2 separate regions of the Gossypium hirsutum genome follow, and region 2 is linked to region 1. Evidence: chromatin contacts called from public Hi-C data. All regions are on one chromosome and are shown on one strand. Each heading gives the region's core, a stretch centred on a gene start, on an enhancer-like site or on the middle of the called end of the contact. The rest is flanking DNA. Distances are from core to core; before and after follow the strand shown. Region 1 has its middle 10 kb from the start of LOC121214219. Region 2 holds the start of LOC107922251 (protein VAC14 homolog).

Region 1 (5,605 bases), core at 960-3,459:
ATGCTTAGAAGGAAAGGGAAGGCAATTGTAGGTAATGATCCTGATATTAGAAAAAAGTTGTTTGAGTACTTTCACAGTGGCCTTATGGGAGGTCATTCGGGTGTACATGTTATGAGGCACCGATTATCAAGATTAGTCTACTAGAAGAGCTTGTCCAGGGATGTGAAGATGTGGACTAGGAATACCTTACTTGTCAAAAGTGTAAGGCTAATTTGTCTGCTTCTCTAAGGCTTTTACAACCCCTCCCTATATTGAATTGAGCATGGAAGGCCATTAGTATGGATTTTGTAGAAGGTCTTCCAAAATCTCAAGGCAAAAATGTGATCCTTATAGTGGTGGATTGGTTAACCAAATATGTGCACTTTTTGGCCTTTGCTAACCCATTCATAGCACTGACTGTTGCTCGGGATTATATGAGGCATATTTACAAATTGCATGAAGCCCTAGAGTCTATATTGTTAGATGGTGACAATTTTTGTTAGTAATTTTTGGCAAGAACTGTTCAAACAGATGGGGACTAGACTGCATTTATCAATTGCTTGCCATCCTCAAACAGATAGACAGACAGAGGTTTTGAATCGTTGTTTGGAAGGATATTTGCATTTTATGATAGGTGAATGCCCTAAGGAATGGTTATTGTGGTTACCACTAGCAGAATGGTGGTACAACACCACCTATCACTCGGCTATTCAGACTACTCCCTATGAGGCGCTATATGGTCAGAGCCCCTCACTACACATTCCCTATCTCGTTGGATCCTCACCAGTAGCAACGGTTGATCAAAGTCTTCCAAACTGTGAGCAAGCCAGGAAGCTATAGCAATTTCATCTCAAAAGAGCACAAGAGAGGATGAATCAGATAGCTAATCGAAAGCGGTCTAATCAAACTTTTAATGCGGTGATTTGGTGTATCTAAGGCTACAACCCTATAGGCAGCATACTGTGAGAAAGTTAAAGAACCAAAAACTCTCCCCTGAGTTCTTTGGACCTTTTTCAGTGGAAGCTAAAGTGGGAACGATTGCCTATAAATTAGCTCTACTAGTGGGCGCTCGAATTCATCATACTTTTCATGTGTCTCAACTCAAAAAACACATTCGTAAAGCTCCTTCCTCTCTTACCCTTCCCTTAATTGGTACTGATGGGGCACTACTCAAGGAGCCAGTGAGAATTCTAGACCGTGGAATGGTGAAAAAGGGGAATCATGCTGCTACTGAAGTACTAGTTGAATGGGGTAATACCTTTGCTGGAGACTCTACTTGGGAGAACCTACAGGAGCACCAATGGAAATTTCCAGATTTTGATCCTTGAAGACAAGGATCTAATTCGAGTAGTGGGCAATTGTTATGGGACGAAAGGAAAGTCAAACAAGGGTCTACCACTTTTAAAATTCTATTAATTATCGTTAATTGCATTTTTCAATTGTAATCGTGCTTTTCAATGTATTTAAATAAAACGGGGTGTTTTGGTTGGGTGGGGAAGGCTATGGTGCAAAACGATACATTTTGCAACCCTTAGGACAGTTTAATGAAACGGATCCTACTAGTTGGAATGTACAGTTGTCTTGAATCCATTATTTTGCTATTTAGCCCCCAAACAAATGGCAAGGATGATTGTGAAAATACATGACTGAATTTCTCATCTAATTATCTCTTCTCTCCTGCTCCTTCTTCCCTGTTCTTCTCTCTTTCTTTCCCTTCTTATCTCCGGTGAACTCTCCATTTCTGTTACGTACCATTTAATTGCCATCTTATAATAACTTTGAATAGAGATAATAAGTAATAACGTAACACCTGGAGACTTGGGCTTTTTTATATATAGTCTATAGATATATCTATAAAAAAGAACCCCCATAATTTATTATTGGTAGAAAAAAATTATGCCCTCAAAATATATAGAAAAAAAAATGTTTTCGTTTTTTTCGCGCATTATTTAATCTAACCCTTGAATTATGATAAAAATATCAGAATTGGATGAAAAGAAATGTCTTTATTTGCTGACTAGAATACTGCATGATAGTTCATATGTATTTATTGTTAAAGTGATGCTGTTGCCACGTCAATAACTAATAAAAAAGTTAAATATAGATAAAAATATTAAAAATATATTAATTAATTTTTTATTTATTTTAATCAAGAGAGTCAGTTGTATGTTGTCAAGGAGTGGTATTGCGAGGAGGTATATGGAGACAGTCTTTCCAAATGCTCCATCGGTTACTATGAGCGGTCCCCTGATAAGGTGACGTTGGCAGCGGAGATGGGATCTCCTCGTTGTTGTAGTTCAACGCCGGCGTGTTCGCCTTGCTGGATAGACTCCTTAAGACTTTTCACGTCACCCCACCAACACCTTTTGCAGAGCCAGTAGTATTCTGTGTTATATCTTAATTGGTTTGGCTACCATAATTTTACAACAAAAATAAAATCAATTAGTCTGTTTTATATGGCTTTTTATTTTTCGCTAATTATTGTTTTGGTCATTATTTGCAAATGGACAAGATATCTTGAATATGTGTTTTCAAAATGTGTACAAACGCTTTTTTTAAATAACTTTAATTAATTAATTAATTATGAAAATGATTCAAGTGAAAAATGATATACAAAAATGATTTGAAATCTACAATGACCGTCGATATTGCCTGATAGACCGGCGACACCTCCCTCTCATCATTAGCCAATCATCGACTTTTTTAAAAAAAAATATACTTTTGGCTGCCACCAATGTGTTAGGTGGAACCAGTATATATTTTTTAAAATACCCGTTAAAATATGAGTATTCAGGGAGGAAAAAAAGAGAAAAACTAATTTTTTTAATGGGTGTCATCGGTCTGTTAGGCGACATTGGTGTCAATTTAAAAAAAAATTGGTGCAGTCGGTGTGTCAGGCGGCACCGATGGTCCAGTGACACCATCAAGTGACACCACCCAATATATATACGCCATTAGTCCGTCAAAAACATTTGTATGAGTTTCGGTTTTTGTTGAACTTTTTTTTTAATCTGTTCAAGAGAGAAAAAATAAGGAAAGATTTGTGTTTAGTAGGATAAGAGAAAATATATATTGTATCGAAGATGAATAATCAATTCTTCATATACGTTCATTTTGAGGGAGTAATTTTATAAATAGTAGTTGATTGTGTATTTGAATCTCGTTAGAAAATAGGAATGAGGTTTAATAAGAATGTAAAGGTCGAAGAAATGAAATAAAAGATTAGTGCTAAAATAGCTCTTTGTAACACGCTATACCCAGCCCAATTTATTGAAGCCGAATATAGGATACCATAACACTTAACAAAAATTTTAAAATGGACGATGTAACAATCCGTTTGCAGTGGTATCAGAAACAGTGGTTTCAGGACCACGATTCCAATGAGTGAGTTAGTATTTTATTAATTATTTAATATTTATGTGTATTTATTAGATTTGTATTTAAATTTGGTTAAAAATTTTAATTTTTAGTTAGTTAATTAAGTAAAAAAAACTAAATTGTAAAAGATATAAAAGTTGATTTCTATTAGTTAAAAGGGTCAAATGATTATAGAATGTTAAATTAATGGACTTAGATGGTAATTATACCATACATAATGATAGTGGACAATTATGGACATGTTTTTGTTAATTATTAAGTTAATAACATAGGGTAAAATGGTAAATAGATAATAAAAATGTAAATTAAGTAAAATCAAGTTGTCATCTTCCTCATTTTTGCCTTGTTGAACCAAAACACCATTGAAAGGGGAGGGAAGCTTTCGGCCTTGGTTAAATTCACATGCATGGTATGGTATTTTGTCCCATTTTTAGTAATTTTTATGTTTTTGAGTTCGTATTAACTTAATCTAGCTAACCCGGGGTCAATTTGTAAAACTGTTAAATGTTATAGATTATGCCATTGATGTGTTTTTGAAATTTTATGGTAGATTGAAAGCTTGGTTGTTAAATAGACTTATTTTGTTAAGTGATTTTTGATGATTTTAAGGTTTAGGGACTTATTTATATGAATGGTAAACTTTAAGGAAAATATGGTGAAATAATGAAAATATGGACTGTATTGGACCCTATGAAAAATTATTTAGCATGGTATTTCAATGATTATGGTTAAATTGTGAGTTTTGAGTTTAGAGACTAAATTGTATAAAAGTTGGTAATTTTGTAAAAGTGACGTGTAAGGGCTTAATTGTGTAAAATTGCTTATTTAAGTGCTGAAATGGTATTATTTAAATGAAATTATTATTTAGATCAAAAAACACAACAATCAGATTTAAATCGACGAAAAGCTAAAGTATTGGATTAGTTGTCGATTCTATTTTTGCAACTGTTGTAGCGAGGTAAGTTCATATAATGGTAAACTTGTTAATTTCCATTTTAGATAGATGATTGTTTAAGGTTATTCTTTGTATAACTTTTATTGAATACAAATTTGTTAATTAGTAAGTTGGATTAAATTGTAATGTCATTTCAATTGATGAATAATTGTGAAAAATGTGAGTTTCATGAATGTTTATATTAGAAAAGGTATAATGGAAAGAATTTAAAGGAATTAATATGGAATATGTCCTGTTTGACCCTCGAGAATACTTAGGATACAAATGACATGCCATTAGAGGTTATATGGATTCGAGTGTAGGTCTTGGATGTTCTACTGATGGCTGAGGTCCTGCATTTGTTGTGGATTCTCCACAGCTCATGTGAGTAGCATCGTATAGCTTAACACCTTGACCCACAGCTTGTGTGAGAAGACCCATTTAACATCCCGTGTGAGCATATATGATTGCAGGTTACAGTCACAACTCGTGTGAGCAGTTCTCAAGTATCCGATGATATTCTATTTGGTTCAACGGGTGATGAAGGTTTAATTTGAATATGTATGTAAATGAAAAGGTTTATGTTATTATAAGATGGAATGGAAAATGTTGGTGTATGTGTTTAAAATGAAAAAGGTATTAATTGAACGCATGATGGATGATATGTATAATGATTGCTTATTGAGTAATGTTTCATGAAATGGGATGAAATTATATGCTTATCTACTCACCTACTAACCTTGTGAGGTGGAGCATTAGAGAAGAAAATTTTACTCATGATATAATGAAATTATGCTTGGTTTAAATCATAATATGTTCTGTAAGTTTGATTTCCATTTATACGAGCTTACTAAGCACTAAATGCTTATATAGTTGTTTCCTTTGTTTTGTAGATCATCGAAAAGCTCGATCGGTTGGAATCTCGTCGGAGCACAATCACATTATCCATCTGTCATTTTGGTAGTTTTTGGTTAAATTGGAAAATGATTATAAATGGCATGTATAGGGCTAAAATGTTATCTTGGTCCTTTGGTTGTTTTGAGTTTGTGCTAAACCTATTTGTGGTTAAATGCCCTAGTTGTGGTTGGTTTGTAAATGATGATATAAATAAGTGACGTTGGGTTTGTGCATGTTTTTGTTTAAAGTAGTTACATTATGGTTATATGCTATGCAAATGAAATGGTTGTTTGGTATTTATGATTTATGTTAAGTGAATGAACTTGAGATGTTGAATTGGATTAAGTTTCATATGTGAATTGTGGTGCCTTTTGATGGCATATTGGTTAGACATAGGATGGATGATTTTTGGCATGT
Region 2 (5,560 bases), core at 2,441-4,940, 150 kb after region 1:
AAAAAAGATTTAGATCATGGTGGAAAACTTAACATCAAAATAAAATCATCGATGAACATTCTCAAATAAGTTCGAATCACAAAAATCAGGAAAATAAAGGTAGAAATGTAGGAATTCTCACCACACTCTAACTTCTCTTTGATCTTTAGATTGTACGTGAATCTAGGATAACTATCTCTCCCCCTTCTTCACGTCTGTATTATGCTCTCTTAAGCTACACCCTGTTTTTCTCTAGAATTCTCCAATAGAGAGAAAAAACCATTGTCACCAATTTTCTTCTCACACAAATTCTTTTCTTTTTTCTTCTTCTTCTTCTCATTTCTTTTTTTATTGGGTAGATCCGTCCCTCTCAGCACACATTTGTTTCTCCTCTTTTTTTGGTGATTTTTTTGGTACACGTCCAGCTGGCTGAGGGTGACGTAGATAGAGTGCTAAGTCATCTTCCTGAAATTGCCATGGCAATTATGTTAATAATTAATCTCACCATTTGCCACGGTAATGTTTCACTTCCTTTATTTTTCTTTTGCATCCTCTTCATCCTCTTCTTCTACCTGCACCTGTGTCTAACCACAACCATAACTTTTCCTTCCCCTAGTAATAAAAGTAATAAATGGTGATCATTATAGCACAATTCAAGCTTTATTATGCAATGTTCTAAAATTATCCTAAAAATGAAGATGTATTCACTTAAATACAAACAATTAGTTCCATTTAGAGTCCTAAAATATAACTTCTTTCAAGAGTTATTAGTGTATGAAAGGAAGGAAAGATGAGAAGTAAGGATAGGTCTCGTTGATATGGCAAGGTGATAGCAAGTTAATTTTGTGATTTTAATGTATCTATTTTTGGATACTTTTTTAATAGAATACTACTGAACTTATGATTTCTTCTTAAATCTCATTAGGGATGAAATTGGAGTGCAAAAATTCAAAATCATGCAAAATGGAATAAATCGGAACAAAATACAAGAAAATTGGCTAAATTAGAAAAATCACAGAATTAATGGTTGATCAAATCAGATTTTTGAAATTGTCAAATTCTATAAATAGGAAAATTCTGGTTTTAGTTTCATAATCTTAGAGGAATCATGTTGATTTTAGTTGGTTGAATCATGCTAAATATATTACTTGAAAAGTGTATAAATACTTGTATAAGTGGCTTAGAAAGACACACTAGAATTTACACAAGAAGTTGAGTTGGATATATTTTTCCTTATTCCTTTCCACTCGTCTATAGCTTGGCAAAGCTTACTACCAATTTCTTTCTTTTTTCTTTCTTTTGGTATAATTGCTTTGCAAGCCCTTTCTCATTTTCACCCATCACTATTACACTCAAATCCACATTTAAACACCAATTGAGTATGATTAATTTCATGCTCAACTAAACCTCATTTAACCTTAGCCCGATTATCATTCCTATAAAAAATCGTGAGATATGAACTTGCATTAAAACCTTTCAAACACGGTATTTGTTATCACTCTGGTATATGGGATAGTCACAATCGTCCCTTAAAGTTAATGTAATTTCAATTCAAAAAGTGCGCGTTCGGTTGGAATTGTTGGCCTATAGTTGGGAAAACGAGACGGTCATCTGCCAAGTTCGAATTCTTATGAACAAATTGACATGTCTAATTGGAAAAAGTTAGTTGGGTTTTGTTAATGGAGATAGTGGTCGGATTTAAATGACCCACGCGGTTGAGGTAGTTGATTCGAGTTAGGCTTTTTTAGATCGCAAGGCTACCAAGATCTTAAATTGCAAACGCATGTTACGTGGTAGATAATTGGTAAGGGTTGGTTTGCAGGTCATATTGAAACCTACTATACAAGGAAAAGTTGGCGGTTGAGGCTTCCTTGATCGCTATAACCAGTTTATCATTTGGAAAGGAAAATCTACTTTCAAGGATCGATACGAATTCAGAGTGTATCAAGGCTGAGGCTAAGTATTAATATATTTGATTCATCGATTTAATTTAATTTCCTTAATTTTATTTTGCAATCATTATTATATTATATATATTATTTTCTTTATCAACTAAAATCTCCACTTTTATTCTTTTTTTTTCAGCTCTGCAATGCATAGGTCGTGGGTACGACAATTACCTAGACTTAGGAATCTGGTTACTTAAAATAGGAAAATTAGGAATCCAGTACATGTAGGATCAACCCTACTACTCTATACTATTATTTAATTAAGTTTGAGCGTAGGAAGTTATATTTGGTGGTTTCGATGTCCATCACGAGGTATTTGGCATATGGTCGAGTGGAGAGCTCGACCAGAGGGAAGTGTTGTAGTGAGCAGAGTAGCTCGGAGGAACAGGTGGAGTCCTCCACCCTGATAAAGAATATTCGCTTTGAGTGAGCAGAGAGTATTTATGTTTAGTTCATTTTACGATTATTACCCTTGTACGACAGGGTTTATTTATGTATGACCTAATGAAGGAACTCACTAAGTTCATTTGAACTTACAAGTGGTTGGTTTATGTTCGTAGGATTTGCAAAGGTTGATCAAGGACTTCGAGGAGAGACCAAGCCAGATGGAGAGGAGATTGTGGATCGCTGTTGGACTAAAGTCATGCATATAGGAGGGGTACCATTGGAGGCTCCGCCTCAGGGTAAATCATGGTGTAACCAGATAACGTCCTTAGGGTCTGGGTTCTGAATTAATCAATGTAGAACAATTTCGAGTACTACGTAAAGAAAGTCTAATGACTTTTCTTTTTCTCAAAGACTATATATAAATAGTATCAAAGTTCCTTGTCTTAAAGAGAGAACGATCTCCTCATTTCAAATTAGTGAAGAGACTATTGAAATGACTTAGAAGGTCAAATAGTGGAATTCTATTGAGTATAACAAAGGACAACAAATTAGAAGACAAGAAATAAAATGCTAGCAAAATCATGAAATAAAACACACTCGGGAATCACCCATCTACATGCATGCAACATATGCGAAATACACAAGGGACTAAAGAAAGGATGTGGAGAAAAATGATTTTCTTAGAAAGTCAAGAAAAATCCAAGTAAAATACAAACACTAAATTCTTGGAAATAAAATGATTAGAAGATCTTCAAGGAAATAGAGAATCAAGGAAGAAATAATTATCATAAGATAGATTGTGAATTGAAGAAAAAAACTATAGATGATTTAGAAGATGGAAGAGAAAGGTGATTACCGGGTAGTTACCTAACTCTATTAAAAGGTTAACGATGAAAAAGTGAAAACACTTTGAAAAGAGAAAAAAAATTCGGTTCTTACACTATGCTCAAACTTTTGCTATCATGGTTACAATGCCTTTTACCCTTTTTTTTAATTGATTACCAATTGAATTTTAATTTTAATTTTTAAATCAAAAAATAGATGATTAAGTTCATGAAATTAAAATTATGGGATTAAATTTTAAAACTCTGAAAGGTACAGGGACTGGAGGCAAAATAGACATTCAATCTAATTTAAAGATAAGTAATTATTAGTAGAATTAGGTGAAAAAGTAGCACTTTTTCTAACATTATGAAATTCCAATTTCACCTTTATGCTCACCCTTATGTCGTTCTGAGTCTCTCGGCTTGTAGCTGTAAATACCATATATGGGAAGGTTGATTTGGACATTTCATTTAAATACGTCACTTTCGACACCCTTTCTCCATTTATCTAAACTAAAAACGACACAATCCAAATTCCCAAAAAGTGATTTGAAAATTAGTTTGTTAAAAAACATTCAAATAATAAAAATTAAAGAAAGGAAATTGAAAATCCGATCGCATTTATTTGGAAAAAAAAAACTATTCGTTTCTGCAAAATTTCTCCAGATCTGTTTTTCCCCTCGATTTTCATTTACCGGTCCAGAAAACAAACCGCAAACCCTAAATAGACCAAAAGGGAGGGAAAAGAAAATATAGAAGAAAAAAACTATGTTCAGATTCGAATTTGAGAAGATCAGGAAACGAATTTGATTTTATCGAAAAAAGGTGTGTTTTTTTTTTAAATTTCTGCTATGGCCGACGCGCTTTCTGTGATTCCGGCATCAGTTCTCCGTAATCTTTCCGACAAGCTGTACGAGAAACGCAAGAATGCTGCCCTTGAGGTTTTTGTTCCTTTCTTTTTTGAATTTCCGTGGAATTTAATTTGCAGCTCTCTTTTTTTTCAGTGATCAAATTGCTTAACTTTTTTTTGTTATAATAACTACTTCTAGGTTGAAGGAATTGTGAAACAGCTGGCGTTGTCGGGAGATCACGAGAAGATATCGGCGGTGATCAAATTGTTGGCCAAGGAATTTACCTACTCTCCACAAGCCAATCACCGTAAGGTTGGTGGATGATGAATAATTTTGTGATTTTTCTCACTTTCACTATTAATTTGATTTGAATTTTGGCTCGGTCTTGTTAAATTCCGGTCTTCTGTTTATGTAGGGAGGATTGATTGGTTTGGCTGCTGCCACTGTTGGGTTGACTTCCGAAGCCGCGCAACATCTTGAGGTAAGCACTAGTTTGGCTTTATTTTGAGTCTGTTAACACGTTTAAACCTTTTAGAAGCATGTAGAACAGTGTTTACCATGGCATTGATATTCAAGAACCGAGAATTACATCTCAAGGTTTATGGACTATTGCTCTATAATTGTAATGTTTTAGGGTTGTTAGGGCAGGTTTGGTGTTTGTTAATAAGGAGACAACTACACTAGGCATACATTTGGTGTGCCTTATTAGTTATTACCTGACATAAGATATGGGATTTTCGTCACTTAATAAACTTTAGTTTTTTACCTTCAGACTTCTGTGTCTCTGGTAGGGAGTTGGGGATACATGGGAAATTAGGGCTCGCTTTTAATGAAATCTGAAAGGAATATAATTTAGTGTCATCTCACTGACTTGGTTTGACTTTTGAAAGTTTCTAGTATTCAAAGGTTGCTTTATTGAACAAATGTTATCATGATTGCTTGCATGGTGTTACTATTTTAGGCTTAGCCCGTTTCTATTTGTCGTATAAGTTGTAGAAAACTGCTTGGATGATGCTGTAGTTGCCATAATTTTTTTAGCCCCTTGTTGGTAATTGGTAATGCATTGATGTATTTTCTTATTTGTCTAATGTGAACATGTGAGCTCTTTCATCAGTTCTTCATTACTCTTGCATGAGCTTCTAAAAGAATTGGAAAAATTAGAAGGTTGAATTAGACATTGATGCACATTTAATAACATTATTGGCCAAGTTCTTAAATATTGTTATTTCGATTTGACCTCTTACTTTGGTTTGTTGTTCCTGTTATAAGAACTCTTTTCATTATTAGCTGATATGATTATAAATTGTTGATTAAAAAGCTTTCAAGCATTGTAGTAGACTGCATCTATTGGTGGATTTCTCTGCCACTTATGTAGCTTGGCTTGGGTATAGTGATATTTATATTTCCCCTTTCCGTTTTAGTCTTGTGGGGGAGAGAATGTGGGTGTTGGGCTGGGACAGGCTATAGGGGTATGAGTTAAGACTTTAGGTCCTTTCAGGCACATAGAAGGGATTAACGTTGTTTGAAGTTTTATTCTTTCTCAAGCAGAAATATGAAGTAAAATGAGAAA

What was found. Hi-C and Micro-C count contacts between places; a contact is called where the count stands out from the background.
Region 2: a Hi-C map of leaf shows a contact between it and region 1, with 1.6 times the contacts expected there. The contact joins the promoter of LOC107922251 here to the enhancer-like site in region 1. A contact is called at or near these places in 6 of 34 Hi-C or Micro-C datasets (hypocotyl and leaf).

What each region holds. Positions count from the first base shown.
Region 1 is chrD01:44,377,457-44,383,061 of Gossypium_hirsutum_v2.1, forward strand. No RefSeq gene overlaps it. Among protein-coding and RNA genes, the nearest start is that of LOC121214219, 10 kb to the right of the region's middle. Within about 2 kb of position 2,210, at least 7 of the 9 cell types and tissues checked have an H3K27ac peak or open chromatin away from gene starts, as enhancers often do. A contact at or near this core is called in hypocotyl and leaf, where this site is marked.
Region 2 is chrD01:44,521,531-44,527,090 of Gossypium_hirsutum_v2.1, forward strand. LOC107922251 (protein VAC14 homolog) reads left to right here and starts at 3,691. Exons shown (of 19, transcript XM_041087809.1): 1 at 3,691-4,080; 2 at 4,189-4,302; 3 at 4,406-4,471. The coding sequence starts at 3,991.